2 separate regions of the Zea mays genome follow, and region 1 is linked to region 2. Evidence: chromatin contacts called from public Hi-C data. All regions are on one chromosome and are shown on one strand. The core of a region is the stretch at or near the end of the contact, and the rest is flanking DNA. Distances in the headings are between cores, read along the strand shown. Region 1 holds the start of LOC100282522 (NADH-ubiquinone oxidoreductase 23 kDa subunit). Region 2 holds the start of LOC103625835 (photosystem I reaction center subunit III, chloroplastic).

What was found. A called contact is a pair of places that touch in the nucleus more often than the background predicts.
Region 1: a contact with region 2 is called in a Hi-C map of bundle sheath, with 2.6 times the contacts expected there. The contact joins the promoter of LOC100282522 here to the promoter of LOC103625835 in region 2. A contact is called at or near these places in 2 of 25 Hi-C or Micro-C datasets (bundle sheath and leaf).

The regions. Positions count from the first base shown.
Region 1 is chr5:5,728,352-5,734,621 of Zm-B73-REFERENCE-NAM-5.0, forward strand. LOC100282522 (NADH-ubiquinone oxidoreductase 23 kDa subunit) reads left to right here and starts at 3,673. Exons shown (of 8, transcript NM_001155430.1): 1 at 3,673-3,885; 2 at 4,038-4,119; 3 at 4,765-4,818; 4 at 4,959-5,050; 5 at 5,135-5,248; 6 at 6,155-6,222. The coding sequence starts at 3,832.
Region 2 is chr5:5,593,437-5,599,124 of Zm-B73-REFERENCE-NAM-5.0, forward strand. LOC103625835 (photosystem I reaction center subunit III, chloroplastic) reads left to right here and starts at 2,179. Exons shown (of 2, transcript XM_008646236.3): 1 at 2,179-3,044; 2 at 3,150-3,409. The coding sequence starts at 2,310. The coding sequence ends at 3,008. It overlaps LOC103625836, which reads right to left. Exons shown (of 6, transcript XM_008646237.4): 5 at 5,440-5,688; 6 at 4,750-5,304. The coding sequence ends at 5,085.

The DNA of each region.
Region 1 (6,270 bases), core at 2,423-4,922, 140 kb after region 2:
ATCCCTGGCCATTCACCTCGGGAGTGAATAAGGGTCTTGCAAGCCCGGGCCAGAGAGGGAATCACGGCTTGTGGGTAAAGTGCACAACCTCTGCAGAGTGTTATGAAACTGATATATCAGCCATGCTCACGGTTATGAGCGGCCAAGGGAGCTCCAGTGATTAGTGATACTTGATCAGAGATACTTTGGTACAGGTGGATATGAGATTGATGGTTTTGATCATGGTTATGGTGCTGGTAAGTGGTACTCTTTCCGTTTGGAAAGGAGTACGTTTGGGTTAATAACTTGGGTTAATGCTAAAACTTGGCTTTCTACTAGTAAGTAATAATCTGACCAACTAAAAGCAACTGCTTGACTTATCCCCACATAAAGCTAGTCCACTACAGCCAAACAGGATACTTGCTGAGTATGTTGATGTGTACTCACCCTTGCTCTACACACCAAACCCCCCCTAGGTTGTCAGCATTGCAACCACTGCTCAGGCGAAGATGAAGCTGTGGAAGGAGACTTCCAGGAGTTCCAAGACTACGACGAGTTCTAGGTGTGGGTTAGCGGCAACCCCCAGTCGGCTGCCTGTGAAGGCCGCGTTATCTACGTTTCTTTTCCGCACTTTGATTTATTGTAAGAGCTATATGGACGTCTCTGACGTATGATGTAATCGACTATTTCCCTTATTAATACTATTTTGAGCACTGTGTGATGATGTCCATATTAGTAACTGCTGTGTACGTGAATAACTGATCCTGGCACGTACATGGTTCGCATTCGGTTTGCCTTCTAAAACCGGGTGTGACACAAATGGTAAGTTAGGTCGCATGACAGGTAGAAGTACTACAACGTGAAAACAATCCCGGAGATAAGAACTCGAAGCGACGGCTAAAACGACGGAACAAAAGGTGAAGGTCTATGGAGTCCGAGTGTCAAGGAGATGTGGACACTCGCGATTTAGTTAGGTCTTTTATTCTCTTTTAGCCGTACTATAAAGAGGGGTTGTCGATGAGTAGTTTGACCAAGAGAGTTCTAGTGTAGTGTTGGTGCACAATCACACTCATATACAGTGCTAGGTGTCACTCTAGAACTCACACACAAGTTAGAACGAAAACCGATTTGAAAATCAGCTAAAACAAGACTTAGTGTTTCTGGCTTAGGGGCACCGGACTGTCCGGTGTGCACCGGACTGTCCGGTGCACCCTCTGCCAGGTGGGGCCAGGCTGGTCCACGGTAGAGTGTTTTCCCTTCGCAGAAACCCGAGAGCGCAGCTTTCAGAGTTGAATTTTAGTGGTGCACCGGACACCGCACCGGACTGTCTGGTGTGCACCGGACAGTGGACTGTTCACTGTCCGGTGCGCCATGAGTCCAACGGCTCTCTGTCAGAACTAGCCGTTGGAAGTGACCGTTGGCGCACCGGTGGCGCACCGGACTGTCCGGTGCGCCATCGCGCAGTAAATTGCCTGTAACGGCTAGTTGGTGGGTGAGGGCTATTTATACCCCCTCCACCCACCATATTCAATGTCTTGCACTCCACATTTATTCCAGCACATTGGTAGAGCATTGCAAGCACCAAAAGCCTAGTGAGGAGATTAGAGAATCATAATCCACGCTTGTTCCTCATTAACGCTAGTGAGAGCCACCTAGAGCACACACCACTTGCATTAGGCTTCTCTTGGTCAAGCGAAAGTCTACGGCTTGTTACTCTTGGTGATCAGCATCACCTAGACGGCTTGGTGGCGTTGGGAGCTCGGTGATCACCGTGAAGATCTTGTTGGTGACCCGACTCAAGTTTGTAAGCGGTCTCGAGGGATCCACCGCGCCGGAGTGGCAAAGGATCATCTCGTAGTGAGCACTTGGTTCTTGCGAGGACCAAGGGGGAGCGATACCCTTGCGCGGGTGCTCCAACGAGGACTAGTGGAGAGTGCCGACTCTTCGATACCTCGGGAAAAATTGGAGGAGTCTTCTAAACTTTGCTTTACATTCCACACTTAATTCAAGCACTTTACATTGTGTATTTGTTTAGCAAGTATTTGAAGTATTATCTTAGCTTTGTTACATTTCTAGTATTATATTCTTAGTGCTAGTTGTTGGGGTGAAGTTGGGCTCTTGTTTAGCTCTTGCTTAGGTTTTAATTAGTGTTGATTTTTAGAAAAGCCCAATTTACCCCCCCTCTTGGGCATCGTGATCCTTTCAAGGTTGATTTTTGAATTCGGTCGAACACAGAGGTATTAAGCCGAGTCAGATAAGAATTTATTTGAGGACAACATACTGAGAATTCCGCGTGAGAGTACGGATCCGAATAAAGTAGTCGAACATAGATCAAGGTTCGAGGAATTAGATTCGGACTCAGATCAATTAACAGCCTTCGAGAGTTTGATTTAATGAGCTTCAGATGAGATTTATAATTCGAAAATGATTTTCGAGTTCGCATTCGTTCCGAGAAATAAAAGTTTTAACAGGCTCCAAAATTGACTGTTTCTCGCGATCGAATAATTCCGACTTCAGTGAGCTTCCATGAATAATCCTGATAAGCAGAGATAGACACGATCGAGAAATAGGAAATTTTCACTGAGCATTCGCGTTAGGGACAAATTTCCCGACATAGCACGAAACTGACACCTGGGTGTCACACTTTAAAGGCAATAACTTTTTTTAAGATCACCTTAAGTGACAAATATATAATATAAGTTTTTTTCTATTTTTTAAAACAATGTCAGTTGCATAGTCACATCTGTCATGTAACTCAAGTTGTACGTGTATTTGAGTGAATGTTAACATTGAAGTCTTGCGTTCCAATCTAAAGAAAACTGAAAGTTGCATAAATTATAAGATGGATTTTATATTTATCAAGTTAAATAGACATTACGCGTAAAACAATATCATTAATAGATAATTTATTTACTAAAATTAAATTTTGCATAATTTAATATGGTTATTTTTTAGTTATATGGTCTTCTGACTTTTAGATGTATACTTTTTTTCTATACATTATACAATATATCTAGTTTCAATAATAGATAGTTTTAATAATAGTTAGAGTTCTACGATCATTAAGTAAATTGTTGCGATATATATATTGTTAGAGAAATATCACAAAACGTTATATGATAAAATAAGTTTTAGAGATAAAATTTGTTTTAAAAGCATAATTTCAACTGATACTAGCCTTAAGTAAAATCCATGTCGGATCAAAATTCTCGCTGCGATGTATGTAGTCCCTTCCCTTAAAGATATTTTAAACGGACTAACTTATAATTCATTTCACTATTTTACTCAAGGTCTGACCGGCGTGTATTATTAAAAAATCATAACTATTGTTAATTTTTGCTGTGATATTTTTATCATTAATATACTTTAAATGTGGCTTTCAATTTTGTTTTTCTTAAAAAATGAATAAGATGAGCCGCTCAAACTTAACAAAAAAAGTCAAACGAATTATAATTTAGGACGGAGTGAGTATTTTTTATTCTAAACTCTACTCTATAAACAAAATAGGACCCTTTTGGGGAAAAAATAAAAAATGTCATAAATTCTACATTTCTTGTGAATTTTTATATCATTTTTTGTGAAATTGCTGCATAGTCTATTGTATAAAATGTTATGAAACTGTGTTTGGGCCGCCTTTATCCGCTTGGGCCCCTGTCGCGCTATGGGACACAAGCCAGCCCACCGTCAACCCGCATCTGCAGCACGTCTCCTCCTTTTCCTCGTCCACCCGGCCATCTCCGCATCCACTACCGCAGGCCGCAGCCCAGCACCGGCCGCTCTACGCCGGCACGTCCTCGTTTCTGTCCGAGGTCATCGCCTCCGCAACTTCGTGGCCGGTGAGGTCGCACCACCATGGCGTCGCTCCTAGCCCGGCAGGCAGCGCAGGCGCTCCGCGCGAGGCAAACGGTACGAAATCCCTAGCCTTATATTTTCGTGCCCGGCGCTTCTAGAGTCCAGATCCCTCTATTTGCTCGCGGATTCTTAGATCGAGCCTTGCCCTCCATGGGTGCTGGCGTTGCGATGCGCGTGTGACTTTGTGGTGCTGGTGTTTGTTCCAGGCGCAGCTCGGGCCGGCCGCGTCGGCGATGCAAGGGCACCTCCGTACCTACATGAACGCGGGGATTCCCAAGCGGTTCAAAGGTCACTGCTCTCCCCTTTCTATTGGGCCGTTTTCCAGTATCGGTACACAAAAATAATGCGCTGGTTAACTACATGTTACGAGTAGTGTGCAACAGCAGTGAATTGAGGGATGTATGAAACCTTTTGGTCTTGGGTTATTGATTGATTGTATGTCTTTGTTTCAATCAACATGACGCGATCAAATAGGACAGACTGCTGAACTTGAAAATTGAAATCAGAAACTGATGAGGATAATTCAATGCGGTTCTGTATGAGTTTGCAATTAGTTATCTGTTGATGGATTTTGGTACCTTCGGCAGTGCAAAAGAGCAGTATATGAAACTTTTCAGGATGAGTTTTGGGTTACCAGTTAAATTTGAGTTTCAAGTTTCAGCCAACATTTAATTCTCAACATGAAGCTGTGCCTTGCCGTCTTGGTTTATTTTTAGGATGGCCTGTTGAACTTCACATTTGAAGTTGATGAGTGATTAGGCATACTACCATATGAGCTTTATTTATTCACACTTCGATTTTCATGTCCTCCTATGTGTTTGCATACTTAATTTAAATTTGCTCAGTGTTACTGTTCTCTGATTGTTTAATCCCTTAATTTAAATGTGCTCAGTGTTACTGTTCTCTGAGTTTTGAATCCTATTTAATCACCAGAGGATGAGGAGAAAGAACAGCTTGCAAAAGATCTCGCAAAAGATTGGAATGCTGGTGAGTTTCTGATAATGTCTTTCTGTGCATTGGACAAGAGTATGGTTGTTGCCAATTTTGTTTATTGCTGCCCCCCCCCCCCCCCCCCCCCCCCAAGCAAACACGTGCACGCACATCTCATTGTGATTTTCGTGTTTCAGTGTTTGAAAGGAGCATCAATACATTGTTTTTGACTGAAATGGTCCGTGGCTTGATGCTAACTCTCAAGTACTTCTTTGATAGAAATGTCACAGTAAGTGATGAATTTGTCATGTGACAGTAATCTGTACTGTAGTTGCACGTTTTCATTGACTGCTTTTATCTCACCGCGTTGCAGATTAACTATCCGTTTGAGAAGGGTCCTCTGAGCCCCCGCTTCCGTGGTGAGCACGCTCTCAGACGTTATGAATCTGGGGAAGAGCGCTGCATTGCTTGTAAACTATGCGAAGCTGTAAGTTGTACTGAAGTTTAAAGTTTTCTTACTTCAGATGATGAAGATCAAATACAGCCAGGAACCTGTTGTTTTGCTGTCTTTCCCGAATGCTAGTTGTCAAATCAAATCCCAAAAATACCAGTTACCTACTGGTATCTTTGCTGTCGGGGTCTGAGATTTTTAGCTAAACCAGACGCAAAACCCCAAATATGTCCTTTTGAGTTCATACAAGTTACTATAATTTTAGTATTTTGAGTATCATGTCTTGAAAAGAAATTTGAAACGTAAGTCATTTGCAAGCAAATCATTTCTGTCGTATTGCTGCTCAATGTTTTAGGTGTTCCTTATTATCTTCTGGCTGTATATGGAGTATGTTCGTATAAGGTGTCATGAAAGTTTTGGCGTGGGCATTATGCATTCAATCATCATTGTACATTCAACTATAAATACCAGTGGTTCTTGATGTTGAGATCAAAATTATAGGTTCCTTGTCTCTACTGACTCGATACTAGATATACCAAACACTTTGGTAAAATGTACTCCATCCGTTCACAAATATATGACGCGGTTGACTTTTTTCAAAAGTTTAATCACTTGTCTTATTAAAAAAATCGTGTGTTATCGTTTATTTTGTTGTGATTTATTTTATCACTTAAGGTCGTTTGAGTGTGACTTAAAATTTTACATTTTCGAATAAATATTTTAAATAAGACGAGTGATTAAACTTTTTTAAAAAGATAAATTGTGTCATATATTTATGAACAGAAGGAGTAATATATTAATTGAATATGCTTGCTTCAACACGAGGTACTTCTGACTAATTTAGTATAGTGAAATGTTTTTTTTGTTATACTAGGATTGTTGATGGTTCTTGTAGTAATTAAGGTGGCTGTTATTGATACATAATTCTGACTATTCGAGCAGATATGCCCAGCGCAGGCAATTACAATTGAGGCTGAAGAACGTGAAGATGGCAGTCGCCGAACCACAAGGTAATCAAAATGAAGTTTTTCCTCTTTCTTTTTTGGACTTGTGGCTGA
Region 2 (5,688 bases), core at 929-3,428:
ATTTTTTTTGCAAGTGGGAGTAACGCTTGCAGTACTGGAAATCTTCTCACCGCGATAGACATTAAAGTAGCTATAATACGGTGGTGAGTACATCGGAAACTACTACCAAACTAAATGAACTTTTTGACATCATGTGCTACGCCATGACTGCACAGACCTAAAACATGTGTTTCCCTCTCTCAATCTCCCTCTGTCTCCCCCTCTCTCCATTCAAAAATATTGAACAGCAATGGAAGTGGATAGCTAAAATAACTACTTTTAACAATAGTAATAGTACATTTTAGAAATCCTTGACTCAAAGAATTTGATCATTAGCTACTTTTCCTTCAAATAGCAAACCGAACAAATGCTTAACCTTTCAGATATGGGGAAGGAAAAAGGAAATCCTCTGAGTTAAAATATGCAGCAAATTATTGAACAAAGAAATTCATAATAATCACAATTAAAATTCTTCCCAAGGTAAAATCAGACAGGTTGTGCATCAGTAGAACCACGAATTTTGGAAATTTGGAAATTCTACAAGACTATGGCCATAGTTTATGTTATTTAGAATCTCAATCTTTAGGATGGAAAGTCCAAAGCTGGCTGTAGTCTATGTTGTTCTCCTCCCCTTAGTCCACTTACCCTCCTTTTAGAAAGTAGTTTAGTCCTCGGCATCACCAATTATAAACAAATTTTAAGTAAATAACATGCTATAGAACTCGCGTGCAACTCAAATTAGTTGGTCAAGGAATTGGCCGACATATCTCTATGGATTGGGGGATAATCAGAGAAAATAAATGAACTATGGATATCTATATGGATTGCTCATTGTTTCCCCTCTTAGGGCTGATTTGGTAACCGGGGATCCCGAGGGGAAGAAATCCTCTTGCTATTCAAAATTGAATTGCGAGGGGATTCCTCCCATATGGATCCCCTAGGGATCCCTAGTCACCAAATTAGGCCTTAAGAGAAAACTTGCTGACAGACACAAAAAAAAATTTATGTAACTATTCACAGCCACCTCTTAGGAGAAAACTTGCTGGTAAAAAACAAATCTAATAAATGACAAAAATGAATATGGCCGTATCGTACTAGACAATATGAGCACTTCAGTATAAACTTGCACTTCATTTTTTTTAGTTTTTCTTGTTAGTATTTCTTCCAAAAGATATAACAATATATTCTCGAGCGTCCAACCTCCCAAGTGATCCTTCAATAGTAGTCAATGCAAGTTCTCATATTCTTTTTAAATGAAGCATGGCGTTTGGGCTAACTGAACCATCAAATAACTTTTTGAAGCAGCACAGTTTTGATGAAACTCCATATAGAATAGATAAATAGAATTATTAACATGTCAGGAGTATTTAGATCAAGCTTTATGAAAAAGAACCAACACAAATATTACATAGACTCAGCCACGAGACTAGGTGTACTCGGACTGGGAGAAACCTCAAGGTCAGAAGCATTCTAGAAGCACAAATATGACAAAGATCTCATGAGAATAAAAGATATGACAAAGATTTTAACGTATAAGGCATTGTTCTATCTTGTTCTAAACCTCTAAACTAATAGTTAGCAGCTAAGATTTCAACGTATAAGGCCTTGTTCTAAATCTCTAAAACTAATAGTTAGCGACTAAAATTAGTTGAGATGTTTAGAACAGATAAGCTAATGGATGAGGTAATTATTAGTTATACCTCTCAAATGGCTTCTCCAACCCAGCTAACAATTTATTAGCTCACTAACAATTATCTTAAAGATTTGGAACAGAGCCTAAGTAAGGTTTACTTGTAAATAGTGCTGACTCATCACGTTAGCAATTTGGTCACCGACTCAGTATGGTAACCGTTGTCCCTCCTTGGATGTATTGTTTTTTTTTTGTTACACTATGGTTAATTCATATCCAAGTTCTCTATTTCGTATCAATACATGCGCTAAAGTTTAATATATAGTCGATCCAAATCCAAGCCCCAAACGGGTGAAAATCAAATTTTGCCTTTCTTTAGCATGCATAGCAGCAGATGGCAAACACACGACCTAACCAATCCCTGCCGCAGCTGGCTCGCCGCAGCCACAAGCCGAAAAGGAGGCGGCGACCCCACAAAATCTGAGCACGCGCGCCCGACGCGGCCACGGCGGATGCCTCGGCGCCAATCCGCGGCGCCCACCTCACTCCTCTTATCCCCGCCTCACCCACTTGGCCACTGCGCGTCCCCCCTTATCCCGAGCGCGTTTCTTTCCGATCCCAAAGCTCCCGCACACCCTGCCTGATCCCTCCCAATAAGCTCCCCAGCTCCACGCCGGACGCAGCAGCAGCAGCAGTAGAGATGGCCGCCCTCGCCGCCTCCTCCACGGCCGCCTTCGCCGCCAAGCCGCGCCTCCCACGCGCGCGCCTCACCGTGGCCTGCTCCGCCACCGGCGGCGACGGCAACGGCAGCAGCAGCAGTGTGTCGCTCGCATCCTCCGTGAAGACGTTCTCGGCCGCGCTGGCTCTGTCGTCGGTGCTTCTCTCCTCGGCCGCCACCTCCCCTCCCCCCGCGGCCGCTGACATCGCGGGGCTGACCCCGTGCAAGGAGTCCAAGGCGTTCGCCAAGCGCGAGAAGAACTCGATCAAGAAGCTCACCGCGTCGCTCAAGAAGTACGCGCCCGACAGCGCCCCGGCCCTCGCCATCAACGCCACCATCGAGAAGACCAAGCGGCGGTTCGAGAACTACGGCAAGTTCGGCCTGCTCTGCGGCGCCGACGGCCTGCCGCACCTCATCGTCAGCGGCGACCAGCGGCACTGGGGCGAGTTCGTCACCCCGGGCCTGCTCTTCCTCTACATCGCCGGGTGGATCGGGTGGGTCGGCAGGAGCTACCTCATCGCCATCAGCGGCGAGAAGAAGCCCGCCATGAGGGAGATCATCATCGACGTCGAGCTCGCCACCCGCCTCCTCCCCAGGGGGTTCATCTGGCCCGTCGCGGCCTACCGCGAGCTCATCAACGGAGACCTCGTCGTCGACGACAAGGACATCGGCTACTACTAGCTGCTGCACCTGTGCTTGCACATCGCTGCTGGCGAGGCAAGGCCCGATCCATGGCTAGCGGCTGTTGAACAACTCTCTCTTGTTTATTGATAACGAACAGTGAAAAGATTAACGTGCCTTGTGTTCCTGTTTCTTCTGCAGTTGGGCAGTCGTCGTACGTGGGAAACATGGCTTTTGGTGTAGGAGGAAGGAATGGAAGTGGTCTGTTGTACTTAAAGAAACTAGATGAAGAAGTCTTGTATAACTGAAACTTCACCCCTCTCTTGTGTATGATGTATTCACCTTCGTCTTGAAAATTCTTGAGAACGGTTTCATCTTGCATACATTTTGCTAGTGAAGGGTCGAATCAGCTGACCAGATGAGATAAATAAGAGACAATAATAATTCTTTGCTTTCAGTCAGTATTGGCTTGCTTCTTAATGTACACCTAGACATCCAAAGCTACAAAAGACATAAAAGGGATGAGTAAGCACCAACCGGTGACTCGTACTCTCTGTGATGACCAAAGAACATAACGGAAGCGCTCAAAATGACTTGAAATGTGTTTATGAGAAAAACCTTCAAAATCGGGAAAAATTGAGCACTTAGCTTTAATAAAAATCAAGAGAATGCTCAAACCACAAATATATCACCAACTAGTGATCACATGTTTTAAAAAATGTTTCTGAAGCATACACGTGTCCAACGAAATAAATCGATCACAAAAATGGACACCAAAACATCCAAAACAGTGTTTCTCGATCATACTACATTCAACGATTTGAGTCAAAGTTATGCAAAATCGATCTAAACGGATTTCGATTGAACTGAAATTTTACACACAACTGGATAAGGGAGTTCCAAATATATCCAAAAAATTGAGCTCAAAGAGATTTAAATTTCAAAGTCAGATAAAAAAATACAAATATATCCAAAAAGGCAAAAAATTGGATCAAGAGATTGGAAATTTGTGTTCTAGGTGGATCAGCTTATAGCACTTGGTAGCAATGATCCTAAGAGGTCCTACCACGTTTCTACCCAAAGCCCAAATGGTCCCAAAAACGTAGATTCACAAAATCCTGCAAAGGAAGAACTTGAAGCAAACGATTTTACACATAGATTTAACATGGAGGTCACGGCGTGGTTAAGGCCACACTTTTCAAAAACATGGATGCAACAAGTCCAAAGCACCTAAAGGTATCCTAACAAAGAAAACTAGAGAGCAACATCGAAAATCGCAGAGTAAGTCTATCTCTAGCAGTTCCTCTATCTCATTCCTTATTTTAAACTTTTTTCTATAAACAGTATTATCTACAGTTCTGTGTCTCTTATTTCCACGTTTTAGTGGAGACAGTCTAACTGATAAGAAAACTTAAAATATAGGGGTGCGCCGTCGGCAACAAAGTCCTCTTGATCCAAACAAAAATAAAAAGGCTAGACAAGGTTTGTTCACCACCTGCAGTGCCTGGTATTCGGTTTTGTATAATCAGTGCATTATCTGATAAACCTGTTACAAGTCTTGCTGGAACCTGAGGAGATTGAAATTCCGCTCAGGGTTGACCCTCCTGTAGTGTCCAATGATATCCAAAATCATTTAAGAACAACAAATGATTTTCTTGCACCAAGCCATATGATGCATCGAGCCACATGACTTATTGAAGCAAAATAGAATTCTAGCGCACTCGTCAATTCCAACCAGGAATGGGTACTGCTGGATCCAGGCATAGCAAGGAGCCAAGGATGCAGTGGGCGGTCGGTAAGATGGCATGGTTCTGCACAATTATCATACAGTTTAATACAATATTTGCTCATATGGGCGTGGTAATTGATCCACCTTTTAGGCTTTTAGTGAGGTTCTACGATGGAAAAAAAAGAGTAAACTGAACTGGAACCAGGAAAACTTTCCGGCGTCAGCCGCCAAAAAAAAAATCTCTTGTATCCTGAATTATACATACGGAAGCGAGAGCATGCTTCCTCTGTGCTGGAATAGAGTACTGGAGTACAAAATGCATTCTATGGAGGGTTTACAGGTCAATACCAACAGTCAGCTTCCACTCGGTGACAGTGGAAAATTTGTGTCCGGCGAAGTGCCGTTATTTAGGTGCTCAGTATGGCTTCAGATTTCTGATGAAGGTATTGCTGCCAGGTTGCGCCGTAGCCTGGTTGCTCATGCTGGCGCCCATCTTCAGAACAGACGTTCTTGGGTCCATCGAAGTTGAGGATATCAGCGTTGTCATCATCTGCGCGCTTCCAGTTTGAAGGTAGCCTCGTGTACTTGCCATTGAAGGACAGAGTTACGGCCAGTCTAATCAGGTCCCTGAAAATAGAATTTTAACATGACCCAGACAGCTGAGTATACAGTGGCTGAACTTCGAAATGGTTTCAAGGACATGCATTCGTGTTCCGATGTTAGTGTACTACACGTGAAATAGAGGTCGTGAGTTTAGCTTACCTTTGATTGGCTAAACGAATGGCATCAGCCCACCACATGATGGAAGTAATCAGGGTTTTCTCCAGCTTGCGAGGCTCCATCAATAGCACGTCAAAATCAAGTAGGCATGCATCCTCGTTATAAGGTTCTTTAGGCACCCAACTGAATGCAGCTCCCGCTCTTTGTATGGCACTAAGAACATCCATACTGATATAATCGCTGAGACGCTTGCTGCAATCTTCAACAGCGCCAATGGCGTAACCGCCTAGT